Regions from separate parts of the Mus musculus genome. Here region 1 is linked to region 2. Evidence: chromatin contacts called from public promoter capture Hi-C data. All regions are on one chromosome and are shown on one strand. The core of a region is the stretch at or near the end of the contact, and the rest is flanking DNA. Distances in the headings are between cores, read along the strand shown.

Region 1 (4,758 bases), core at 598-3,097, 210 kb after region 2:
GGGTGCCTTCCCCTAAAGAGGCAAAGGCCAGCACTTCTGTTGAGCCAGCTGTATCACTTCCTTCAGGAACGCTTCAGACCCCAAACTGACAGCAAGGCAGGAAGTGTATCGTGGAGAGGAGGCCTGACAGGCAGAGAGGAAGAGGGAAAAGGGAGAACTCAGAGGGTTCTCTTAAACAGAACAAGACACTTCCTCAAGGGAGGTCACTACTTAGTCCACTTATTTTGTCCCTAGAGAAAGTGTTAGCAGAAAGATACCCAGAGAGGGGTATCAACTTGTTCAGCAGTGACCAGCCAAAGAGGGGGCTAAAGAGACAACCACACTGGAGAGATGGCTCAGTGATTAAGAGCCCTGACTGCACTTCCAGAAGACCAAACTTTCCCCAGTACCCACATGGCAACTTACAACCATTTGTAACTCCATGGGCTCCAACGCTGGGTCGGAGGACACTGCACACAATGGTGCACATACAAGCAGGCAAAACACCCATATATATGTATATGTAGATTACAATTTAAAAACATAAAGGAAAGAAAAATAGAAATGGCCACAAGTCCCAGGACTCCTAATCCCCTCTACTAACACTCCATTTTCGATGGCCCATCCCTGCCACGGTTCTCTCTCAGCAATGGAGAGCTGGTCCTATCTCTCCAAGTTCCCACAGACGCTAAACTAGCAACCCCAAGCAAAATCTCTCTGCCAACCGTGGCCCTGCCAGAATCATCTCCCTCTTTCACAGTCCTGATGGAGAAGACATAATGGGTAACGCACGGGTTGCACATTTCTCTAGACCATCCCTCCCACACACACCACAGACAGGCTGGGGTGGAGCAGCAGTGCTTCATGCCCACCTCTGAACTTTGTCCATTACCACACTGAGATGCCCTCTCTCGCCTCTGCCTCCTTCCAAATCCCACCTCCAGAAAGTCTCCTCCTGACAGCTGCTGCCTCTTGTCTCTGTCTCCAGCCCTGGCCTTTGCTGATCTCCTCAAGTCGGCCTTTAACAACCAATTATCAGTCCTAGTCTTACTTGACTCCCCCAGACTCCAGATCAGGAGAACCTCAAGGCAAGGACGGGGATTGGTTCTTACACATCTCCCCTCCTTCCTCGTGACTGACTGGTGCTAATGCTGGATGCGCTACATCCAGCACCCCCATCCCACTCCCCAAAGCCCTGGTGGTATCCGGGCCCTAGGCAGTGCACCCATCCCCCTCCTCCAAAAACCAGGCTGCTCAGACCCGCGGTACAAAGGTCGGCCTTCCAGGGATGAGTACAACTTGGGTCCACCTGCAGGTGCCTTTTGTGATACCACGGTCACTAGATTCCAGACGTTCCCATCCCCGGCCGCATGCGCCATCCCAAAAGGAGGAGGCCGGCTTCCAGGGAATGCCAGGTGGAACTCGGGGTTTGTGGGGTGGAGGGCCCAAAGCCCAGGCTCCATCCAAGGGCCTGACGTCACCCAAATCCCGGGCTCCCTCTGCGGGGACAGAGGAAAGAGGAAACAGGAATGGGGAGGAGGATTTAGGGGTGTACAAAGAGCGCTTACCACCCCAAGCAGGAAAGGTCACCTCGACTCCCCACCTCTCCAGAAGCTCGACCTACCCCCTCAAATGAAGAGGGACTCTTTGAAGGCAGAAAATTGGAGCCGCTGACACCTCTCCAACCCAGCTCGTAGCTTCCCCGCAGTGCCCTCCTTGGGTCTCCAGGCCCAGGACTCACCAGCCCCGACCGCTCGGCTGCAGAAAGGTAGTCGCGCTGCGCCGCGCTGAGCTGCGCTGCACCGGGCGATCAGGCGCGGAGCGGGCCGCGAGCGGCTCCCGGATTGGGGGCGGGGAGCGTGCGCGCGCGTCCGAGGCGGGCCCGCGCGCTCCCGTGCCGCCCTGCCTGCTGCAACCACTCTCGCGAGACTCCCACACTGCTCGTAAGGCTATTCCACGAGCGCTCGCGAGAAGCAAGGCACCGGCGCCTCCGCACCTTGCAGGAGCTGTCCGTGGTGCTAAATATTCGGCCGTTCCTCGTCCAGGTGCTAGGTGGGCACCTTGGGGACAAGAGCACAGTGAGTGCATAGAAAGGAGAAACATACAGTAGTGCCAGCAACTAGTGCCTTAACTTCCACATCTGCAAAGTGGGAAGAATAACCCCCATACCAATCGCAGGGACCTGTGGGATGTACCGGGAAAGAGGAAGAGACAGCTTGATGAGGGGCTGGAGAAATGGCTCAGTGGTTAAGTGTACTTGTTGTGCTCTTACAAAGGGTTGGGGTTTGATTCCTAGCACCCATATGGTAGTACCATAACCCCAGTTCCGGGGATCCAAATCCAGAGTGCTTGTCTCTGTGAGTTCAAAGGCAGCTTAATCTTCATAAGTTCCAGGACAGTTGGAGCTACATAGTGAGATCTCAGAGACAGACAGAGAGAGACAGAGAGAGCACAGGTGTGTGGGTTGATTCACATCAATATTCCTAGCCCTTCCAAGACACAGGCAATGGGGTCAGTGCAAGTTCAAAGCCAGTTTATCTACACAGCAAGTGGGGAAGTACTGGACTACCAGGATACACATGAGCTACTGTCTCAAAAAGGAAGGGAAATAAGGAATAGAAGAATAAGGAATAGCTCTGAAAAAAAAAAGACAAGAAAGAAGAAGAAGGAAAGAGATAATAATGTACAGATGTTAACAGCAAGAATGAGAAGGGACCAAGGTAAATGCTTACAAGTGCAGAATTAGTGTAGCTCCGAGACTCCTTGGCGACATGGGGCTGGGGTAGGAAGACAAGCTGCCATTGTGAGTGGTGTTTACATAGTAAAACCCTGTGGGTCCTCCACAGCCAAGGCCATCCCCTGCCCTGCCAACCAATGGCTTCGATCCCTCACCCACACCACCCTGGGCCTGGAAGAGGGCTTCAGTGGGTGGGATACACTGCAGGGATTCTTTGCCCAGACTAAGGGCCCATTGTGTGGCTCTAGCCTGCTGGCACTGGGGCCTCACTCCCACAGCTGGCATGGGAAGGGAGGGAGAGGAGAAGAGCAGACAAGAACAAGTGCAGAAGAGACCAGAAGGAGGCTGAGCTGGCCGAACAGGAAGCAGCAGAAGCTACCAGACCAGCCAGAAGGAAGAGTCCCAGCCTTCAAACAGAGACCAGATTCTCTTTTATTTTCAATTTCTTTTTATTTTTTATGATTATTTTGATGTATAAAAATTATATATAATTTTTCATTGTTATATTTTGTGCGGGGTGTTTTGCCTACATACGTGTCTGTGCACCATATAACCTGCAGTGCCTGTGGAAGTTGGAAGAGCACATGGGACAATCGTCTAGGGACTGGAGATGGTTGTGTTCTGCCATCATTAGGGTCATGGGCATAAGACCCTGGTTCCTCTGGAAGAGTAGCCAGTCCTCTCAACCCACAGAGCCATCTCTCCAGCCCCTGGACTTCCAGGTTCAAATGATTGAGTATGTTAGGCAGGTAGCGAGCAAAAATAAAAGAACAAACAGCAAGTAGCAGATGTGGAGTAAACATCAGGACATCGGGCTGACAACATCTAGCAGAGGCCTGGGGTGGGGTCAGGGGACAGCCATGCTGTAGTTTCCCCCACTGACAGTATCTTTGTCAAAGAGGTCCAGGCTTCCTGTTCACACTGGAGGCAGATTTACACCACGGTAACATCTGGGGAAAGTGTATCTTCCAGCTGTGCACAAGAGCACAGTGTTTTTACTCTTGGGTTATTTTGCTCTACTCTCTGCCAGTCACAGAAGCAAGGCGCCAGCCTCCCCCCAGACAAAGGGCTTTGGTGGACACTTTATATAAGAATGCTTGGGTCACCGGGCAGTGGTGGCGCACGCCTTTAATCCCAGCACTCGGGAGGCAGAGGCAGGCGGATTTCTGAGTTCAAGGCCAGCCTGGTCTACAAAGTGAGTTCCAGGACAGCCAGGTCTACACAGAGAAACCCTGTCTTGAAAAACTACAAATAAATAAATAAATAATAAAAAAATAATAAAAAAGAATGCTTGGGTCAAGATTGCTAAGGGAAATCCCCCTACATCCAGTTTCTCAATAAAGGTTAACAGCACACGACAATCGATCAGTATGTTTTGTATTACATCACTACTGACTATCCCTGAAATAAACCAAGTTTATGCTGGTTTACAAAACTACGGGGAGAACCGATGAACTTATGAGGTCTGAGAGCGACAGCTTGGACAAAAGCTGGGACCTGGGATGATAACGCTTCCTCAGGGTGAATATCTGGATTCCACATGGAACTATTAAGAGATAACTTATGGCTCATATGGGCCGTTTAGAGAAGATGTTGGTGTTCTCATATAATAATTGTACTATTCATAAATAATTTTCCCCTGATCACTCAATTGAGATTCTTAATCGATTTTTTAAAAATGAGATAGGGGACTGGAGAGATGGCTCAGTGATTAAGAGCACTGACTGCTCTCCCAGAGGTCCTGAATTCAATTCCCAGCAACCACATGGTGGCTCACAACCATCTGTAATGGGATCTGGTGTGTGACCTCTTCTGGTGTGTCTGAAGAGACATTGTGGCACTTTTGTGAATGGAGGGGAATAATTGTGTCATAGTGACCATCATGTAAACAAATGCTTGTTTAACCAGCATTTGTGGATCACTTACAAGAAGAAGCGACATAGGAGGTGGGCAGAAGAGGTAAACTGCCCCTTCCTGGAGGGTAAATGTGAGTCAGGTGCTTGTCCCCCGTGGCCTGCAGTTATGGGAAATAGCAGTAAAAA
Region 2 (5,078 bases), core at 1,865-4,364:
GTAAGAACCATGTACTAGGGTAAGTCTACACTCCACCATAAGAACCATGTACTAGGGGCCTTGGGGTTCTGGGCAATGCTGGAGTGTCAGCTGCCTTGGCTTTCCTAGGAAAGAGGAATCTATCCCAAAGTCACTAATGAAAGGGATAGGACAAGAAGTTCCTACTCCAAGATGTCACAGGTCTTAAAAAAAAAAACAAAAACAAAAACAAAAAATAAACCTGCCAAGACATGAAATCCCAGCACTGCCTACAAATTCTAGTTTCTTCTAACACTTTATTGATCTGCTTGTCTTACCCAAATCCAGAACCTCAAAGCCAGGTCCCCAGAACCAAACTAGTCTTGATTGGACAGGGCAGTCCCTCTTAAGAGGTGTCTGGGTAACCAAGTAAGGTCAGCTCGCAGCAGGGTCAAAGCTGACCACCAGATGGCGCTGAGGTGCCAACAGGAAGGTCCTTGGCTTAAGGAAGGAGTGTCATCGCCAAGCCTTGTGAACATGATAAATGTGTGTGTACACCAGGGGAGGTGGAAGGCAAGAATCCTAGCTGGCAACTACTTCCACAGTGCTTTAGTGATGGGCAGACTAAGTGCTGGGAGAAACACACACACACACACACACACACTCTCTCTCTCTCTCTCTCTCTCTCTCTCTCTCCCTGGTGCTGTTCCCATTTCCTTCTTTCCTTTCTTCTTCTCTCCCTCTTTCTTTCTTCCTTCCTTTCTTTCTCTCTCCCTTTTTCTTCCTTCCTTTCTTTCTCATGTTTCCTTAATAAATCTAGGTTCTACTTGAAAGAAAAGAATACAGCACAGAGGGAAGTCCAAAGAAGGGTAAGGACCAATGTCCAGTTATCACAGGCACTTTCGTTAAGAAACAGGCATCCCCAATGGCTTATGGGTGGCTCCCTCTGAGGTTTCTCAGTTGGGGTTATCAATGGCCCTCCTCTCCCTCCCCCAGTGAGCACTCCTACCCCCTAAAACTCCCAGTGGCTTAGAAAAGGGTAAATGGGATCAATATTCCTATAAGTAGGTCACAGGTAAAGTGTCACACACTTCTGTCACCAGCAAGCAGGGACCACCTTTCTCCTCCTTTCTGAACAGTGGTCATGACTATAGGGGCTCAGCTAGACCAGCAAGGTGACAAGAAAATGTAAAGGGTGGTAATATGGTCTAGGGAAGGCCCCATCCTGCACTGCTCCATACTTATATGGTTGGTTTTGCTTTATTTTATTTTCTCATTGGGTCTCCCTGTTTCTCCATCTGGAACCCACTATGCAGACCAAAATGGCCTTGAAAGAGATCTACCCGACTCTGCACCACAAGACTCACATGGCTCAGAAGGTACCAAGCCCACTCTATCCTTGGGGAGGTCTGGGTTAATTAAGGGCTGGCTTTGGTCTCACCTCCACCAATGCTCCTTGGGACCTGCTCTAACCACCCCTCTCAAGAGTCCGTCTCTCCAGGGCTCAGCCCAACCCGTGCCCTTTGGCCCTGGAGACTTCCTGAGAACCAGACCCCTGGGACCCTCAGGAGTCTTTGTAGGAGGAGTGAGGGCGCCAAAAAGCCAACCCAAGACTCTGAAAGGTGAGGCGGTGACGTAATGCCCGGCCAGTAGGATGGAAAGCTCCCTCGGTAGAGGCCACCCCCACTGAGAGAGTAGCCAAAAAGAAGGTGCCTTGTTTCCGGATACCAAAGTAGCCTAAGGCGCTTGGGGAAGGTAGGGCCAACAGGTGATCCTACCGTGAAGATGTCCAAGTTCTGCCAGTTCTTAGAGGAGTTCTAACCTCAGCCAGAACCCAGGGCAGGGTCAAGCGCCTACACTCCTGCTTTTCCACGAGGGAGACAGACAACTCCGTGGGTCCATTTCCACGTCACATCCTTGGGGCCTCATGAAGAGCGCGATCCCAGCCAAGTTGAGGCCCGCATCAGTATTCTCTCCGCTCTAACAGATACCAGTCTTCTAAAAACTTTGCGTGCTGAGGTTCTGAGCACTCACTCAACGTGGAGCAGCCCACACTTCTCAGTTTGAGAGAAAGGGTCTCCCCGGATGCTCCGCTCCTAATTTCCCTCTCCCGGCCCCGCCCGTGACCCTCGTGCCAGTGGCTCACAGCCAGCCGGCTTCAGTAGGGAACTGGCGCCCCACCGCCACACCAGGCTTCCGGGTGTCCCCAAGCCTCTCTCTCCGCGCCTCTGCAACGCACGTGCACCCCGGCAGGCTGACACACAGACTGCCGTGGGCCACGCATGCAAAGCTGTTCCTACACGTACATGCATGGCCCGAATCTGCACACATGCCCCCCACTGCCCAACGGTGCCCTTCCTTAGCTCACGTAAACGTGTAAAAAAGTCAGGAGATTCGCACTGGGAACCCCACGGATCGATGCCCGCAGACTGCACTGAGGTCCAGAAGGCTGGGGGGCTGGGGGGGGGGCGGCCTCAAAGTCTGGGCAGCCACCTCCTTCGGGACGATCCCGCCAGCTTGGGCTGTGGCCAGAGAGTGAGTCAAGCAGTGGCTAGGAAACCGCAGGCGGTCCTGTTCCAACAGGGTTCGTCCACGGCCCCGCGGCACCTCAGCGCCCGCCGCCACCAATCCCAACCCCCCACCGCCACCCCGAATCGGCGCCCGGCAATCCGCGTGAGCCTGGCCCCGCGAGAGGCCCGAGGGATCCGCCTGACTCTTCGCCAGCCCTAACGCCCAGGCAGTGCTGTGGCTCCGGAGCTCTACCAGGCCCAGGGAGCATCCAAGTCCTGGCAAAGTCTGGGCAGCGGTATGACTGGGCCCCGTAGTCTGACCGCCCGAAGCCTCAGCACCTGGGCCCCGGTCCCCGCGCTCCGTCCTGGGGCTGGCCGGTAGGGGCGCCCTGGGGCAGGGCCACCCGCCCCTTGCCCACGCGCCGCCCGCAAACTCGGCCCAAGTTTCCGCGCCTGCCGGGTAGGCGAGCTCCTACCTTCAGAGCACCAGGCTTCTAGCGGCCGCCACCCGGAGCAGCCGCGGCATCTTTCAGCGCCGCCTAGGCTGCGGGTCCCTGTCCCGCCGGCCTTGCGCGGGAAGTCGCGGCAGGCAGCTAGCCCAGAGAGACGTTCCGCGCGACCGTTCGTGCTGCCGCTGGGCGCCGTTTGTGGTCCCGAGCGGGGCGGGGCGGGGGCGGGGCGGGGGCGGGGCGGGCCGTTGAGTGGGGGCAGAACCCGGCTGTGCCTCTGGGAGCCTGCGCTCCCCTGGGTCCTCCCGTGCCGAAGGCCTGAGTGGAACCAACTTTCCCGCGACCCGGCCTCTGGCTTTGTGCACAGTCTTCGCTCGCCTCCTTCCTCAAACCTCTGCCCCGAGGGCGATCGTAAGCCCTCATTCAGTCATTCCGTTAGATCATTCATTCCTTGCTACTTTCTAGCCATGTGACCTTGGACCTGCCACTTAACCTCTATGAGCTTCAGTTTCCTCATTTGTAAAAGTGATATTCTGCCTCTTAGAAATAGGGCCATCAGGCTTCGAAAAGATGTGTAGCACATAAATTGGGGTATGGGAGGCTGAGGCAGGGGAATTGCTGAGAGTTTGAGCTGAGCCTGGGCTATCTAGCAGTCCTTTTTTTTTTTTTGTTTTGCTTTTGCTTTGTTTTGTTTGGGAAGGTCACACTATATAGCTGTGGCTGTCTGGGAACTTACTATGTAGACCAGGCTGGCCGTGAACTCAGAGACACACCAGCCTCAGCCTTCTGAGTGCTGCAGTCAAAAGCTTGGACCACCACACTCAGTTCCTAGCAAGACAATAAAAATGCTAAAGGATATCTCGAGGCAGCCCTAACTTCCTCAACAAACAAGTTGCATTAGGAAATTAAGAAGGACTTATGAGGTAAAGTACAGACGAGTATATATCAGCTCCTAGTGACCTGGAGTGGGCCAGGAATGAGACTCTGGAGATATTGCCAAGCGGCCTTGGTGGGCATCTGAGCCTTTCTGGCAAATGTGTCGCACCAGAACCGGTCTGAGCATGAGCAACCTGGAAAGCTGATGGGATGAAGCATCCCTAGCCAAGCTGATGTGTTGCAGAAAGGGGCTGGGAAACCCACTGCCTCTGTTCACCTGGACTCTAGCCCATCTGGTTGTGGGGCCTTGCCCAGCTCAGCGCTAGCACCTCTTTCTTGGAAGGAATCTAATCCTTGCAGTTCCAGGACTGCCCAAGGCCAAGGCAGGGTCGCATGGTGAAGAATAGTTGAACACCATAGAGATCAAAATTAGTTTTTGGGGCAAAACCACTCAGAACACCCATCTTGACCCAAAGATCAGGACTGCCTGAGTCAGAACAGAGCTGAGGGCACAGGTATGGGAGAAGATGGGGCTGGGGCGGAGGGGCTGGGCTCCAGGTAGGATTAGGAAGAGGAAGTGAGGTCACTCAAGGAGAAGGGGAGGGTGTCTCTTGGATTAGAGCTGGAAGATTTTTTTACAAATAGAGGCTAGACAAATAGAGGAGAGACTCTGAGGTTTGGGGCTTTCCAAATCACATTGCAAATTGGGACAGAAGCCCAGGTTGCCTGGGTTTTGTATCTTACTAACATGCTTTAACACTAGAAAGGTGCATCTGTGCCCTGCCAGCTCTGGGTCATGCCAAATCTGACAGGCTCAGCCTTCTCTCAAGGAGATATTGTTTCCTACTATCACACATACTAACTCTGCCCTCTTCTCCCTTGTGCGTAGCATCTTCTTCCACTCCTGATGTCAGGAGTGACTTGGGAGGAAGACAGTGAGTGCCCTTGGCTCCTGTGGTCTAGAACTCTCAGGCTGTAGACCCAAGGAGGACCCCATTATGTCATGATTAGCCTGCAAGACCCTAGGGCCCAGCTAAGACTACAGCCCCATTATTTTGTCTCAATTCATTAACATTTCATAAAGACAGCTGTCCCTATAATCAGCTTGTCTATTCCTTGTTGACATCATGTAAACACCCTGGATCACCAAAGAAAGGGCATAGGATAGAGGACTTGAGAGCCACTTTGCAACTCCCAGGGCTTTAACTTGCTCAGCACAAAAGAGAACCAGGTAGCCTCCTGCCTTATAGACTACAGTATCCGCAGTAGACTGCAGAGTGCCAGG

What was found. Capture Hi-C pulls out chosen DNA fragments and counts their contacts.
Region 1: a promoter capture Hi-C map of liver shows a contact between it and region 2. The contact joins the promoter of Scamp5 here to the promoter of 1700017B05Rik in region 2. A contact is called at or near these places in 14 of 39 promoter capture datasets (the 3T3-L1 cell line, the C10 cell line, cranial neural crest and 8 more), 3 of 484 Hi-C or Micro-C datasets (bone marrow-derived macrophages, embryonic stem cells and neural progenitor cells), 20 of 115 datasets of contacts at active chromatin or transcription factors (the 230-238 cell line, the HPC-7 cell line, the SCID.adh cell line and 14 more) and 3 of 9 other capture datasets (adipose tissue, liver and pancreatic islet).

What each region holds. Positions count from the first base shown.
Region 1 is chr9:57,466,213-57,470,970 of GRCm38.p6, forward strand. It overlaps Scamp5 (secretory carrier membrane protein 5), which reads right to left and starts at 1,848. Exons shown (of 7, transcript NM_020270.3): 1 at 1,721-1,848.
Region 2 is chr9:57,259,485-57,264,562 of GRCm38.p6, forward strand. It overlaps 1700017B05Rik (RIKEN cDNA 1700017B05 gene), which reads right to left and starts at 3,115. Exons shown (of 3, transcript NM_028820.2): 1 at 2,945-3,115.